2 separate regions of the Sus scrofa genome follow, and region 1 is linked to region 2. The links are chromatin contacts, called in public targeted proximity ligation maps. All regions are on one chromosome and are shown on one strand. The core of a region is the stretch at or near the end of the contact, and the rest is flanking DNA. Distances in the headings are between cores, read along the strand shown.

Region 1 (6,993 bases), core at 72-2,571, 93 kb before region 2:
AACTCTTTAATCTCAAACCCTCCTTATTACATCCCAGATTACACAGCTTTGGTAAATCTCTTTGCAAATTAAGCACCACATAACTGCACTGCTTCTAGGAAAACAACTACCAAAGAGTCAACAAACTACAAACATATTTGTAGGAGACAACTGTATTTACCAGTGATGGTAATAACGATTAATATTCACTGTGTGCCAGGCACTATTCTATCTGCTTTAACTCCCATTCGCTAGTTATTTACAACACTCTTGTCCTTGCATAAGAGGAGTAAGATTTATTCAAGATCAGAAGCAGCTAGTGATAGGGTTTAGGCCAGGTCTACCTAGTTTCCAAACGCAGCACAGAAGCAGAACGCCTTAAATAGCTGCCCAATTAATGAAGTAATGAATTCTTAAAAGTTTCCACCACCTCTGAAAAGCTCAATGTGATTTAGATAACCAACTTATCTGGCAATCTGATGTTTCCTTACTAGCTTCACAATTGCTGGGGCAGAGAGAAAACATTTTTTAAAAGTTAATTCCAATTCACACCGCCAGAGGGCAGCGATTGGCCAAAAAAGAGAAAAAAGAAAACCCTACCTTAGAACGTCCTGTTTTAAATATTCCGGTTGTTTCTGCATTCTATTCCATAATATACGTTCATCCCAATGCCTACAATAAATGAAAATTTCTCCAAATCCACAGATCAACTTGACGTTCCAGATAAGCCAAGGTCAACCTGAAACTTCACTATAACCCTTGCTCAGCTGCCTCTAACTCCCAGTCTGAGAAGAGCGAAAGGTGGAACAGGTTTCCAGCCCTATTTCCTCCGGTCACTTTGCCTCAGTTATCTCACCAGCCTAAAAGGAAAACTAACCACCGTCCCCCTCGCGCCGGCGGGAGAACTGATCGAGCGAACGCACATGACAGCGCTTGGCTCACAATAAGTACTCAGTTCATTTGGGTTCAAGGTCAGCCACTGATTATCTCCTGGTGCCCTTGAACTCTTTTAAGGCCGAGGGGAAGGGCTGCCGAGCACGAGAAGCCTGAACACCAGGGCTGTGGCAGCCACCGCGGGTACCTTCACCACAGCAGGTCCTATCCCAACCCTCTGGGCGAGCCCGGCCTAGCGACAGCAAGGGGGTAGGACCCAAGCGTCTTTCAGGCGGGCCGCCGCCGCCTTCCCTTATGCCGCAAACCTAGCCACTTAGAGCAAAGGAAGACGAGCAAGTTGCTGCGAAAATAGGTTAAGCGCTGCGACGTCAGCCAGGCAAGATGCCACTCACTTACCAGCAGGCCTGCTCGCCATTTTGACCCGAGACAGAAGCGTTGCCTGATGGGTAAGTCCTAAAGGACGCGCAGGGTCCAGTGCGCAGGCGCGCTACGTCACGTCGCGAGGAGAGGGAGGACGCTCGCGCAGGCGCAGTTTTGGCGGCCGGTGTTTGGTTCCTGCCCTGCACACCTCTCCAGCCCCCTGGGTTTTATCCATCCAGCGGGTCTGGAACTGGTCCCGGTTCCAAGAGGCGGTACTTGTGACCTGATGGGGGAAACACTAGGCAGGGAATTAGGACACCAGGGCTTTAGCTTGGGTTGTGTTACTGACGAGCTCTGAGAGTTGAGGCAGTATGAATTGCGCCCTTTCTGCCAAGCACCATGCTAAGCAGTTTCTGGACGTATTTTCATTTAATTCTAAATCTGTAAGATAAATACTACTGTGATCGTACCTATTGTAGGGAAGAGGAAACAGGCTCAGAAAGCTTTCATAAATTGTCCAAGGGCACACAAGGTAGGGAGAATCCAGATTCATCTTCCAGAATCTGAGACTGGATAAAACTGTGGCACTCCTTAATTGTAGGGCCATGTGCTACCCCACTAATCCAGGAGACACCTTCTCTGACCTTCAGTTTCTCCAGGTGAAGTTGTACATCAAGACTTTTTAGTGGAAATCTAGTTAAGAGAATTTGAGTGCCTTGTGATTTTTTTGTTTGTTTTTATGGCTACACCTGCGGCATATGGAAGTTCCCTGGGCCAGAGTTCTAACTGGAGCTTCAGCCAAGGCCTAGGCCACAATGGATCCGAACTGGATCTGCAATTTAGGCTGTACCTTTTGGGCAACACCAGATCCTTAACCCACTGAAGGAGGACGGAATCCTCACAGAGACAACGTTGGGTCCTTAACTCCATGAGCCACAAAGGCAACTCCTTGAATGCAATTTTAAGGTAAAATAACTACTTTCACTGTCTCAATTCCAACATGTTTCATCTGAGGTATAAAAACCCAGGGGCAGCAGTGTCACAAACTGTTAAGGGAGAAGAATTTTACTAAAGGATGCAAAGCAAAATAAATGATTAATTAGTGGGTGAGGCAGAGAGGGGACTATCCAAGTAACTTTTCCCTGCAAAAGAAGATATGCTCCACAGTGACAGCTCTCCACATATAAGCAAGTTCTCTTGCTGAACACAGTCATGAGAAGAGTCAAAGGTTAAATCCCTCTCATCATGCTATGTTTTAAAAAGAAATTTGTATTTGGGAGTTCCCATTGTGGTGCAGCAGTAACAAACCCGTCAAGTATCCATGAGGACGTGGCTTCTATCCCTGGCTTCCCTGTGGATTAAGGATCTGGTGTTGCTGTGGCTGTGGTGTAGGCCAGCAGCTATAGCTCTGATTCGACCCCTAGACTGGGAACCTCCATGTGTCTTGGATGCAGCCCTGACAATACAACAAACAACAACAACAAAATACTTGTGGTTTTAGGACTGTTCATTACAGCAACACAGATAGCCCATTCTGAGAGGGTTGTTAATAAAGGCAAAATGAGGTTCTGAGCCAAAGAAAGGCTAGGCAGGATGGCTCCATGCTTTGCCTCCTAGCTCATCCTTCTTCCTTGTTTCCTGTTATGTGATCTCATCCATTAGAGAACTCCATGAAGACACATATCCCTGCCACCCTAGGTACTGTATTTTAGGAACGCAAATGTCTGCTGGGCAAGTGAATAAAATTCCTCTAACAGGAAGGCCCTGACCCATTATAAATTTAGTTTCTCACAAGGTTTCAGGATACCCAACAGCACAAAGCCCTGATACACAATAAACTACTCCCAAAGTTAGTGGTTTAAAACACTTTCTGAATTCCCAATTCTGAATTCGGCTGGGAAATTCTGCTCCCTGTGGTACCTACTGAGGCTGGAATACACAAGACTGGCTCTCACTCACTTATCTGGTGCTCACTTGGAACAGCTGAGGTTTGGTCGGGAATCTCTTCCCGCCTCATTTCTCCAGTAGTCACCAGGCCTCTTTCCATCCTGGCCCAGGGTTCCAGGACAACTGCAGATGTGCAAGTAGCCCAGGAACCAGAGTGCACCAGTCAGTGTGGGAGGGAATAATACGATTGCAAATACCGGATGTGGTTCCTTGGGGGTCTACTCAGTCTCGTGATCCTAAGGCAGATAACAAACCACGATGGCTCATCTTACAAATAAGCAGACTAGAGGTTAAATAATTTGCCCAGGATTACATGTTTAAATGGTAAATGGAAAAAAGGAAATATTATTTCATGCTATAAATCTTTACACCCTGCCACTAAGTCAAAGATTTATTGTGCCCTTTTATATTCTCATTGCTCACCTTCAAACAACTTTCCTTCCTTTTCCTGATTCTCAGTAACTGACTGGGCAATTTTTTTTTTAAATTAAAGTATTGTTGATTTACAATGTTGTGTTAGTTTCAGGGGTACAGCAAAGTGAATATATATATATATATATATATATGTACTTTTTCAGACTCTTTTACACAAGATATTTAATATAGTTCCCTGTGCTATACAGTAGGTCCTTTTTGCTTATTTTTGCTATAGTAGTATGTATCTATTAATCCTGAATTCCAATTCATCCTTCCTCTGGCCAGCTCTGAATGTCTGTGCTCAGAAACCTAACAGTGCAGAAAATCCAAAATTGAGTAATTTTTATAGCATTATCTAAGTGAGTAGTAGATACGAGGTGGAATATAGTATGCTCCAGAAACTTTAAATAGAGCTGTCTTGTGATAAAACCCCTGTATTTATTATTTTTGGCCAGACCTGTGGCATATACTAGTTCTTGGTCCAGGGATCAAATCCAAGCTGCAGCTGTGACCTACACACCACAACTGTGGCAATGCTAGATCCTTAACTCAGCATGCTCCCAAAACTCCTTGAAAAGACTTTGAAAATAGGAGTTCCCGTCGTGGCACAGTGGTTAACAAATCCGACCAGGAACCATGAGGTTGCAGGTTGGATCCCTGGCCTCGCCCAGTGGGTTGGGGATCCAGCCTTGCCGTGAGCTGTGGTGTAGGTCGAAGAGGTGGCTTGGATCCTCCGTTGCTGTGGCTGTGGCAGAGGCTGGCAGCTACAGCTCTGATTAGACCCCTAGTCTGGGAACTTCCATATGCCTCGGGAAGTGGCCCTAGAAAAGACACACACACACACACACACACACACAAGAAAATAGGAAAATCTTCCACTGACCTCATCTGCGCCAGGACAACATACCAGCTTCAACATACCAGCTTATACTAAAACTGACTCTGTTCTTCTAAGCTTGCTATATAATTTATTTATATGTATATATGTATTTTTTTTTCTTTTTGTCTTTTTTAGGGCTGCGCCCATGGCATATGGAGGTTCCCAGGCTAGGGGTCTAATCAAAGCTCAGCCTACGCCTCAGCCACAGCAACACAGAATCCAAGCCATCCAAGACACATCTGTGGCCTACACCACAGCTTGCAGCAACATTGGATCCTTAACCCACTGAGCAAGGCCAGGGATCGAACCCACATCCTCATGGATACTAGTAGGGTTCATTTCTGCCAAGGCACAACGGGAACTCCTGAGCTTGCTATATTTTTAGTAATCTCCTTCCTAAGGAGAAAGGAAATGGCTGAGTCAAAGATAAATTCAGTTACCAGGAACTTGTAAGAAACATCTACCAGAAGTACACCCAAATTTACAATGTCAGGACATTTTTTTTCAGTATCAATTGAGGCTTGAGGCATTTATTTAAAAATATATTAATTTATTCATATAAACATTCACTTTACATTATTACATGGTAACATTCATCAAAAATTAAAGAGTTTTTAAGAATTTTTCAAAGTCCTGTACTGAGGCCTTGGCCATCTCTTCACAAAATATTTCATCAGGCATAGATACCAGTTTGTCCAAAGAGATGTAGTTAGGCTTTGCTGGATCATACTGTGCTCTTCCTAAATAGGCAAGAAACAAATGTCTTTCTTTGATTTTAAACAACCTTGTATTAAATACCTAGAAAAGAAAAAAAAAGTCGTTTAAAAAATATTGTGGGAATTCCCTGGTGGCTCAGTGGGTTAAGGGATCAAAATCCAAGCAGCAGCCTGGGTCGATGATGTGGCATGGGCTCAATCCATGCATGGCCCAGGAACTTCTACATGCAGTGGGCATGGCTAATAATAATAATGATAACATTTGCACTAAAAGATGAAAATGTTTATTATGTCTAAAACTATTAAAATGTTTATTTGGCCAAAAATTTAAACAGGCTGTGAAGCTTCCTATCTTTTTTTTTTTCTTTCCTTCTTTTTAAATTCCTGTTGCTCTCTGTGACTAGTATCAAAAGGAAATGAACCTGGACTTCAGGGGAGCCACTCACCCACTTCGGGAGTTAAAGCTCCCAAGGAGCAGAGTGAATATAGTTTACTGTAAAAAGGAATTAGAAGCAGGCTAAGTCCCAAAAACCAGCTGCAAGAAAGAAGGTATTACTGGGAGGTCAGGCCACTTGAAATAGAGTCCTAAGCTGGATAGACATCTGTGAGGCCCCCAGGCAAGGCCCAATGGACCACATTCAGTGTTAGGTCCCAGGTTCTTCTCTTGGCTCTATTTCAGATGCACTGGGGACACTCTACATGACACATAACCCCTGGGAGTCTTTCTTTATGTTCAAGTGGAAACAAAATATTAACAGGTCATTATGAAAAACAACTGTTGAAAACTAATGTACCTTAAGAATAGTGACCAAAAAAAGTATAGTGTGCTAACTCAACATGGGTTTGGCTTGCTTTGGGAACAAAACATCTTTTTCTCTCTCTGCAGAAACAAATTACATGCTGTTCTGCCTTCATTTTGGCAACTAAATTCCCATTATCCCATTATTACTGTTCAGAAGATGCAAGATGCTTTTAGCTGTATTTCTTTAGAATGTAGGACTCCTGGCTCACAAAATTACTATCCAACATACAGACAAGACCACAAATGACTCTGAAGCACCCAAACTATCATATATTTATTTATTTATTTATTGTCTTTTTTTGCTATTTCTTGGGCCGCTCCCGCAGCATATGGAGGTTCCCAGGCTAGGGGTCAAATTGGAGCTGCAGCCACTGGCTTTCGCCAGAGCCACAGCAACATGGGATCTGAGCTGAATCTGCAACCTACCACAGCTCACGGCAACGCCGGATCTTTAACCCACTGAGCAAGGCCAGGGATCGAACCCGCAACCTCATGGTTCCTAGTCAGATTCGTTAACCACTGCGCCACGACAGGAACTCCCCAAAGTATTATTTATTAATTTCCTAAATATAATTACACTTTGAAGCATTGATACAGCTTCTAACTAGATCATATTACTTTTCAGTGGTTCAAGGTGAATTTATTATCATAGACTTGTGTAATCTTTTTTTTCTTTTTTGGTCTTTTAGGGCCGCACCTGTGGCATATGGAGGTTCCCAGGCTAGGGGTCTAATCGGAGCTGTGGGTGGTGACCTACACCAGAGCCACAGCAACGCCAGATCCGAGCTGCGTCTGTGAACTACACTACAGTTCACAGCAACACCAGATCCCTGACCCACTGAGCGAGGCCAGGGATTGAACCCGCAACCTCATGGTTCCCAGTTGGATTCGTTTCCACTGCACCACGACGACGGGAACTCCGACTTGTGTCATCTTTCAAATCCTGAAGTCATAGCTCAGACTGAGACTCTCTCTTTTTTGTTGGCGTGCTTGTGCGG
Region 2 (6,626 bases), core at 1,525-4,024:
AGCCACAACGGGAATTCCTATACCACCCTTTAATTTGTTTTGTTATTTTGGAGAAAAGTCTTATTTTTACATTTAAGATTTTCCACTTTGACTTCACTTGGTCCAGAAAATCAACTTGGGCTTTTTTTATACTCAGAGAAAATTTCAGATGTCTGGAAGTAGATAGAGTAGCTCACCCCTCCCGACCATGTCACCCAGTTTCAACAGTTATCACCTCCTGGCCAGTCTTGTGCCCTTATATTCCATACCCGCTGTCCTCACCCCAATTCTTCTGAAGCAGATCCACCTTTACTATTTCAGTATATTTCTCTAAAAGAAGGTAAGAATGCTTTTTTGTTTAATGCAGCCATCTTATTATCATGTCTGAGAAAGAATTAGTCCCTTCTTGCTGTCAAATATCTGATTGGTGTTCACATTTCTTTTTTTCTTTCCTGGGCCTCGCCTCATGGCTCATGGAAGTTCCCAGGCCAGGGAAGAAACCTGAGCCACAGCAATGACCTAAGCTGCTGCAGTGACAACACCAGATCCTTAACCCCGTGTGGCACAAGGGAACTCCAGCATTCGCATTTGTAATGCTTCCTTAAATTTTTTTTTTTTTTTTTTGCTTTTTAGGGCCGCACCCACGGCATATGGAGGTTTCCAGGCTAGAGGTCGAATCAGAGCTACAGCTGCCAGCCTACGCCACAGTCAGAGCAATGTAGGATCCAAGCTGCATCTGCAACCTACGCCACAGCTCATGGCAACGCCAAATCCTTAACCCACTGAGTGAGGCCAGGGATTGAACCTGAAACGTCATGGTTCCTAGTTGGGTTTCCACTGCGCCATGATGGGAACTCCCTAAATTTTGTATTTTTTAACAGTTTATTGGAGTCAACTCACATTGACTTATTGTGATTGGTTGGCATGCCTTTTTTGCTTTGTTTTGTTTTTTAGGGCTGCACTCTTGGCATATGGAGGTTCTCAGGCTAGAGGTCAAATCTCAGCTATAGCCGCTGGCCTATGCCACAGCTCACAGCAGTGTTGGATCCTTTACCCCACTGAGCATGGCTAGGGCTCGAACCCCTGTCCTCATGGATGCTAGTCAGATTCGTTTCCACTGAGCCACAACGGGAACTCCAGTTGGCATGCCTTTTAAGTCTCTTTGAATCTATCCTTTTCCCTCTGTCTCTAGCTCTCTCTCCTTTACAGTTTATTTGCCAATGAAACAAGCTCTTTTGTCCCATACATTTTGCCTCACTCTGGTTTTACTGATTCCACCCTGACTGTAACTTTACAGGTTTCTTTGTCGTCTGTATTTTCTGTAAATTGGGAGCTGAATCTACAGGCTTAATAAGATCCAGGTCTTTTAAAAATTTTTTTGGCAAGACTACACTTTGTGTTTTTAAAGTGTTTTTTAAATTGCCTTTCATGGTGTCTGTTCTTAGGGTTAGGTGTTAGCAATCCTCACTATGCCAGGGCCCCTTGAACCTGTCCTGTCCTATTTTATCTTGAACATTAAAAGGGAATCATGAGCTCCTTTGTACTCAAACTCCAGCATTCATGCTCAGAGGTATCTTTCCATCGCAGAGAGACTTGACATAAGCACTAGTTAGCAGAGTGTGTCAGATGAGCCAGGAGGTCCTAACCGGCCACTCCAGACATTTCTCTCTGGCAGGTGCATCCCAGCTCTGAATTGTAGCTCCGCCCATGCAGGGGGGCGGGTGGGTGCCCCCCTCACCTGGCTCCACAGGGCCTCAGGGAGGTTGAGGCAGGCGAGACACGTGGGATGGGAGCAAAAGGCCCTTCTCAGAGCAGCACGTTTCGGGCCTCCCCCTGGGGTATCAGAGGCCAGAAAGGTCTCCCTACGATTCTGTCCAAGGAGCCACCTCTGGCCCCCAGCCAGCGGGGCCCCTCTAGTCTCTCTCTAAGCTTTAGAGACTTTCTCTCTGTTTGACTGATTAGATACTTAGCATCCTCCTCCTTGTCCGGGTGACTTTTGCTCTGCCTTGGTGTCTGTGTGATGGTAACTTTACTGAGGACAGGACCCATTTCTCAGTCTCTCCATCACTCAGCGTGGTCCCCTGTGTTGCTGAGTGCTCGCCAGAGCTGCCCTGATGCTGGAGCCACACACGCAGACGGTGGTGCCCATACAGTTGCTTCATGCTTACAACGTGCCAGATACTGTTCAAAACACTTTTCACAAGTTGCGCATTTGATCTTTTTTTTCTTTTTTGCTTTTTAGGGCTGCACTCACAGCATATGGAGGTTCCCAGGCTAGGGGTCGAATCAGAGCTACAACTGCTGGCCTGCAGCACAGCCACAGCAACGCCAGATCTGAGCTGTGTCTGCGACCTACACCACAGCTCACGGCAACGCCGGATCCTTAACCCACTGAGCGAGGCCAGGGATCAAACCCGAAACCTGGTTCCTAGTCGGATTTATTTCCACTGTGCCACAGTGGAAACTCTGCATATTTAATCTTTATGCTTTGATGGGAGGTGCTTTATTATCCCTCTTTTATAGAGAAATAAAGGCGCAGGAGGTTCACTAGCCTGTCCGAGGTCATGTAGATAGTCAATGGCCGTGCCAGGGCTCAGGACCCGGATAGTCTGGCTGGAGTTTCCTGCTCCCCCTCTGAGGACCTCCGAGTCCATGTGGGAATTACATGTGCAGACTGCTCATGTTACTGTGTGATAAACACCCCGGGAGGTGTGTGCACAGAGCCTGAGGAGCCCTGGAGAGAGCAGCAGACAAGCTGGGGGGAAGTGCCCAGAGGTCACATGTGCTCAGTATCAGGGGGTTCCCCCACCCCTCAGCGCCCCACCCTGAGACCTCAGCGGCTGCCTCCTCTTCCGTCACCCTCCGAGTCAGCGGAGTTCATTCAGGCATGTGACCCACCTCCATCCCCTCCCCTCTGTTCCACTGCCTCTGCCCCTGTCCAGACACCCATTTTCCCCTGTGCTGCCCTTCAGATCCATTGTCTACACTGCTGCCTATGTGATCATCCAGAATCCAGATGGGAATCCCTTTCCCCTGCTTTGACTCGTTCCCTGTCACTGGGGCTTTGCAAGAACCCAGTAGTACAACATTCTCCCCTCCCAGGTTCAGAGCAGTTAAGAGGTAGGCAGCGTGGATGGAGGCTGCGGAGATCAACACAGCATCTTTATTACCGAGAGTCTGCATCTTTCAGTCTTAGCTTTAGATGCGTGCCAGCAGGGGCTTCAGAAAAGTAGCCCCCAAAAGCAGACCTAGGACTCTCCAGCCCCGGGCACAGGCCTCACACCCAGATGGGAAGGCAGGAAACACCCAGCTTCCTCATCTTGTGTTCCCTCATCAGTTAAGATACAGTCTTTGCCGGAGGGGGGGGGGCATGAGGGATGCAGAGAAGCACAAGTGTTAAACCAGGAAAACTCCTTCCAGAGACAGAAACAGCCAGAAACACGTAGGATCCACCCTACCCCACCCGAGACTCTGACACAAACCTCCCAGCTGCAATAGGGCGTCGTGCTTGCGTGTTTATCTCAACCATTCACCACACCCACCTCCTGTAGCAAAGTGCTCCCTGTTGCCTGGGCTCAGCATCCTCCCAGATCTGTCCTGCCTCCCTCCAGGATGCTTCCTCTGCCAGCTCGCTCTGAGTGCTTTCCCCAGCTTTCTCTACATGGTGAACCTTATCCCAAGACCAAACATCAACCCATGCCTTCCATGAGATTCGCTCTGACCTGCAAGGCAGACTAGACAACTCCTTCTTGGGGGACCAGCTGCATATGTATGTATTTCTTTGAATTCTAACCCCAGGACAATGTCAGCTCTGGTGGTTGTATCTGTCTCCTTAACATGGTGCTTCCTGCTTGCAAAGAATAGGCTTCTGTCATCCTTTTGTCCCCATGGAGTCCAGTGCAGTGCCTGGTACACAGGGAACAGGCGGCAAAGGCAGGGAGGAGAAGGGAACAGGGGCAAGAGGCAAAGACACATGGGCGGGCTGAGACAAGTGTGGGTGAGGGCGGGGGAAAGAGTGAGAGGCCAAGGAGGGGATGGGCATCTCAGGACAGGCTCTGTGTGTTGCAGTTGGAGAAGGACAGGTTTAAAGAAATCTCACAGAGCAGGTGGAGGTGAAGAGTGTGGAGGGGCAGGGCCTGGAGCAGGGGGGAGCCCAAGGGGGTGGCAGGGACCTCAGTGAGAACCTAAGCAAGGCAGCAGCTTTGAAGATGCAGAGGAAGGGCTGGATCGAGAGCCCAGCTCAAAGCTGGGTGGGGCAACTCTAGGCTTTCTTGTGTGTGCCATCAGGGTGGCTTTTGGTGCTGGGAACAGGTTGAGGGATATCAGAGAAGCCTGTTGAAAGGAGATGATTAGGTTTGAGGGACCCTTAGATTTTTTTTTTTTTTTTTTTTTTTTTTTTTTTTTTTGTCTTTTTGCCTCTTCTAGGACCACTTCCGCAGCATATGGAGGTTCCCAGGCTAGGGGTTGAATCAGAGCTGTAGCCACCGGCCTATGCCAGAGCCACAGCAATGCCAGATCCAAGCCATGTCTGCGACCTACACCACAGCTCATGGCAACGCCGGATCCTTAACCCACTGAGCAAGGCCAGGGATCGAACCCGCAGCCTCATGGTTCCTAGTCAGATTTGTTAACCACTGTGCCACCAAGGGAACTCCAGAGGGACCCTTAGATTTTACAGGTGAAGGTGTCCCTTGTCATTGGAAATTCCGGTCTGTCCAGTAGCTTTGGAAAGACTCAGCCCGTGGTGGAGATGAAGGAGTCGGGATGATCCGTGTGTAGGACGTGGTTGGAGCCATTGAGTTGGTAAGAGTCAGGGAACATAGCATGGAGAGAGCAGCTGGCTGAGAACGGGTTCTGGGGAGCAGCCACAATTTAGAGGCCAGGCTGAGGCCAAGAAACAGCCATAGGAAAGGGGACATTAAAGATGAGAATATCCCAGTGAGCAGTATCAGGGATGCGGGCCATGGAGGGGGGACCCGGCCCAAAAAGCAGCTGTTGGCTGGGATGACTAGGGATCCCCCCTGCCTTGTGCATTTCCCAGTTAGAGAAAAAGCACAAACAAGGTCCTGGCACTTTTTCATCATTGTGGCCTTTATTAATGATCAAGATTGGTCTCTGTCTCAGGAATGCCCTCTGGTGGGCAGGATGTGCAATAACATTATTCAGTAAGAGAGCCTTGAGTCAACACCACGTCTTTACCCTGAGAGAAGCAAAGCCCCCAACTCTCCGCCTTGCTTGGTATGACAGCATACACAGAATTTGAGATTAGTGTGGAAGCAAAGATCCCATATGCTGGGTAATGAGCTGCCCCAGCGCCCATTGTCCGATCCGTCTGGGTGCCTTCCAATGCTTGTTACCATGACATAGATGACACGCCCATGGCTCTGTGCCTCTTTGGCTCTCCGCCTTCACGTTTTTCTTTCCTTTTCTCCTCCCTTTTCCTCAAACAAAATCCGGACAATTGCTGTTTTAAATCCAGGCCTTGGGATTTCAAGTGGGTATGTGCCTAGATGTCCACAGGTGTGATTGCAAACCCATAAATTTCAAGCTTCTTCCTCCTGGGACCAGGGAAAAAGGGGCCTCTTGTACCCAAGCGAAGTGCTAAATTTGGCAACCGTGGCAAGCCTCTTGCATGGTGATTGTGATGAGCAGCATCTGTCGCCCAGCACCTGCCAGACTTCTCCTAGCCCAGCTGCAAAGCCAGCTCTGCCCAGCTGGCAGCAGCCAAAGAGCCTCACTTGCCTCGCCTGCCCTCCCAAGGAAAGGAAGGAAGCTGGAGAAGAAGCCCGGGCATGCTTGCCCTCTGGTGGGCAGGATGCGCAATGACAGCCAACCCAGCCCTCACTGCTACCTTGGTCTTAGCAGAATGATGTCCTTTGGCCAGCCTCCCCACCAGTACTGCCTAGCCACTGACTAGTCTTCGGAGGTAGAACTTGTCCTGCCTGCCCTCTGTGTGCAACCTAGGCCAGTCTGTTCTTCTCTTTGTAAAGGCGCTAAAACATTTGTAGGTTTCCATGTGCAGATCCTCCAGTTTTCCTACTCTTGCTCTTCTGTGAAATGATGTATTTATTTATTTATTTTATTTTTGTCTTTTTGCCTTTTCTTGAGCCGCTCCTGTGGCATATGGAGGTTCCCAGGCTAGGGGTCGAATCGGAGCTGTAGCCACCGACCTACGCCAGAGCCACAGCAACGCGGGATCCGAGCTGCGTCTACAACCTACAGCACAGCTCACGGCAACGCCAGATCCTTAACCCACTGAGCAAGGGCAGGGATCGAACCCGCAACCTCATGGTTCCTAGTCGGATTCGTTAACCACTGCGCCATGACGGGAACTCCATGAAATGGTGTATTTAATAGTGGTGTATATCAGAATCTGAACAAGTACTAGAATATGTTAAAGGTTAGAAGTGGCTTTTGTGGGAGTTCCTGGTTGTGCCTCAGCGGGTTACAAACCCAGCTAGTATCCATGAAGAAACGGGTTCAATCCCTGGCCTCGTTCAGTGAGTTAAGGATCTGGCGCTGCCATGAGCTGTAGTGTAGGTCACAGATGTGGCTTGGATCCTGCATTGCTATGGCTGTGGCATAGGCTGGCAGATGCAGCTCTGATTGGACCCCTAGTCCGGGAACTTCCCTATGCTTGCTGCAGG

The links.
Region 1: a targeted proximity ligation map of alveolar macrophages shows a contact between it and region 2, with 5 times the contacts expected there. A contact is called at or near these places in 2 of 5 promoter capture datasets (fetal liver and liver), 31 of 47 Hi-C or Micro-C datasets (adipose tissue, alveolar macrophages, blood and 15 more) and 2 of 2 datasets of targeted methods (alveolar macrophages and skeletal muscle).

The regions. Positions count from the first base shown.
Region 1 is chr4:40,397,632-40,404,624 of Sscrofa11.1, reverse strand. It overlaps UQCRB (ubiquinol-cytochrome c reductase binding protein), which reads right to left and starts at 1,321. Exons shown (of 4, transcript NM_001185172.1): 1 at 1,270-1,321. The coding sequence starts at 1,288. MTERF3 (transcription termination factor 3, mitochondrial) reads right to left here. Exons shown (of 9, transcript XM_021089076.1): 9 at 5,011-5,275. The coding sequence ends at 5,081.
Region 2 is chr4:40,306,584-40,313,209 of Sscrofa11.1, reverse strand. The region is part of intron 10 of PTDSS1 (phosphatidylserine synthase 1); the gene reads left to right. Among named protein-coding and RNA genes, the nearest start is that of PTDSS1, 66 kb to the left of the region's middle.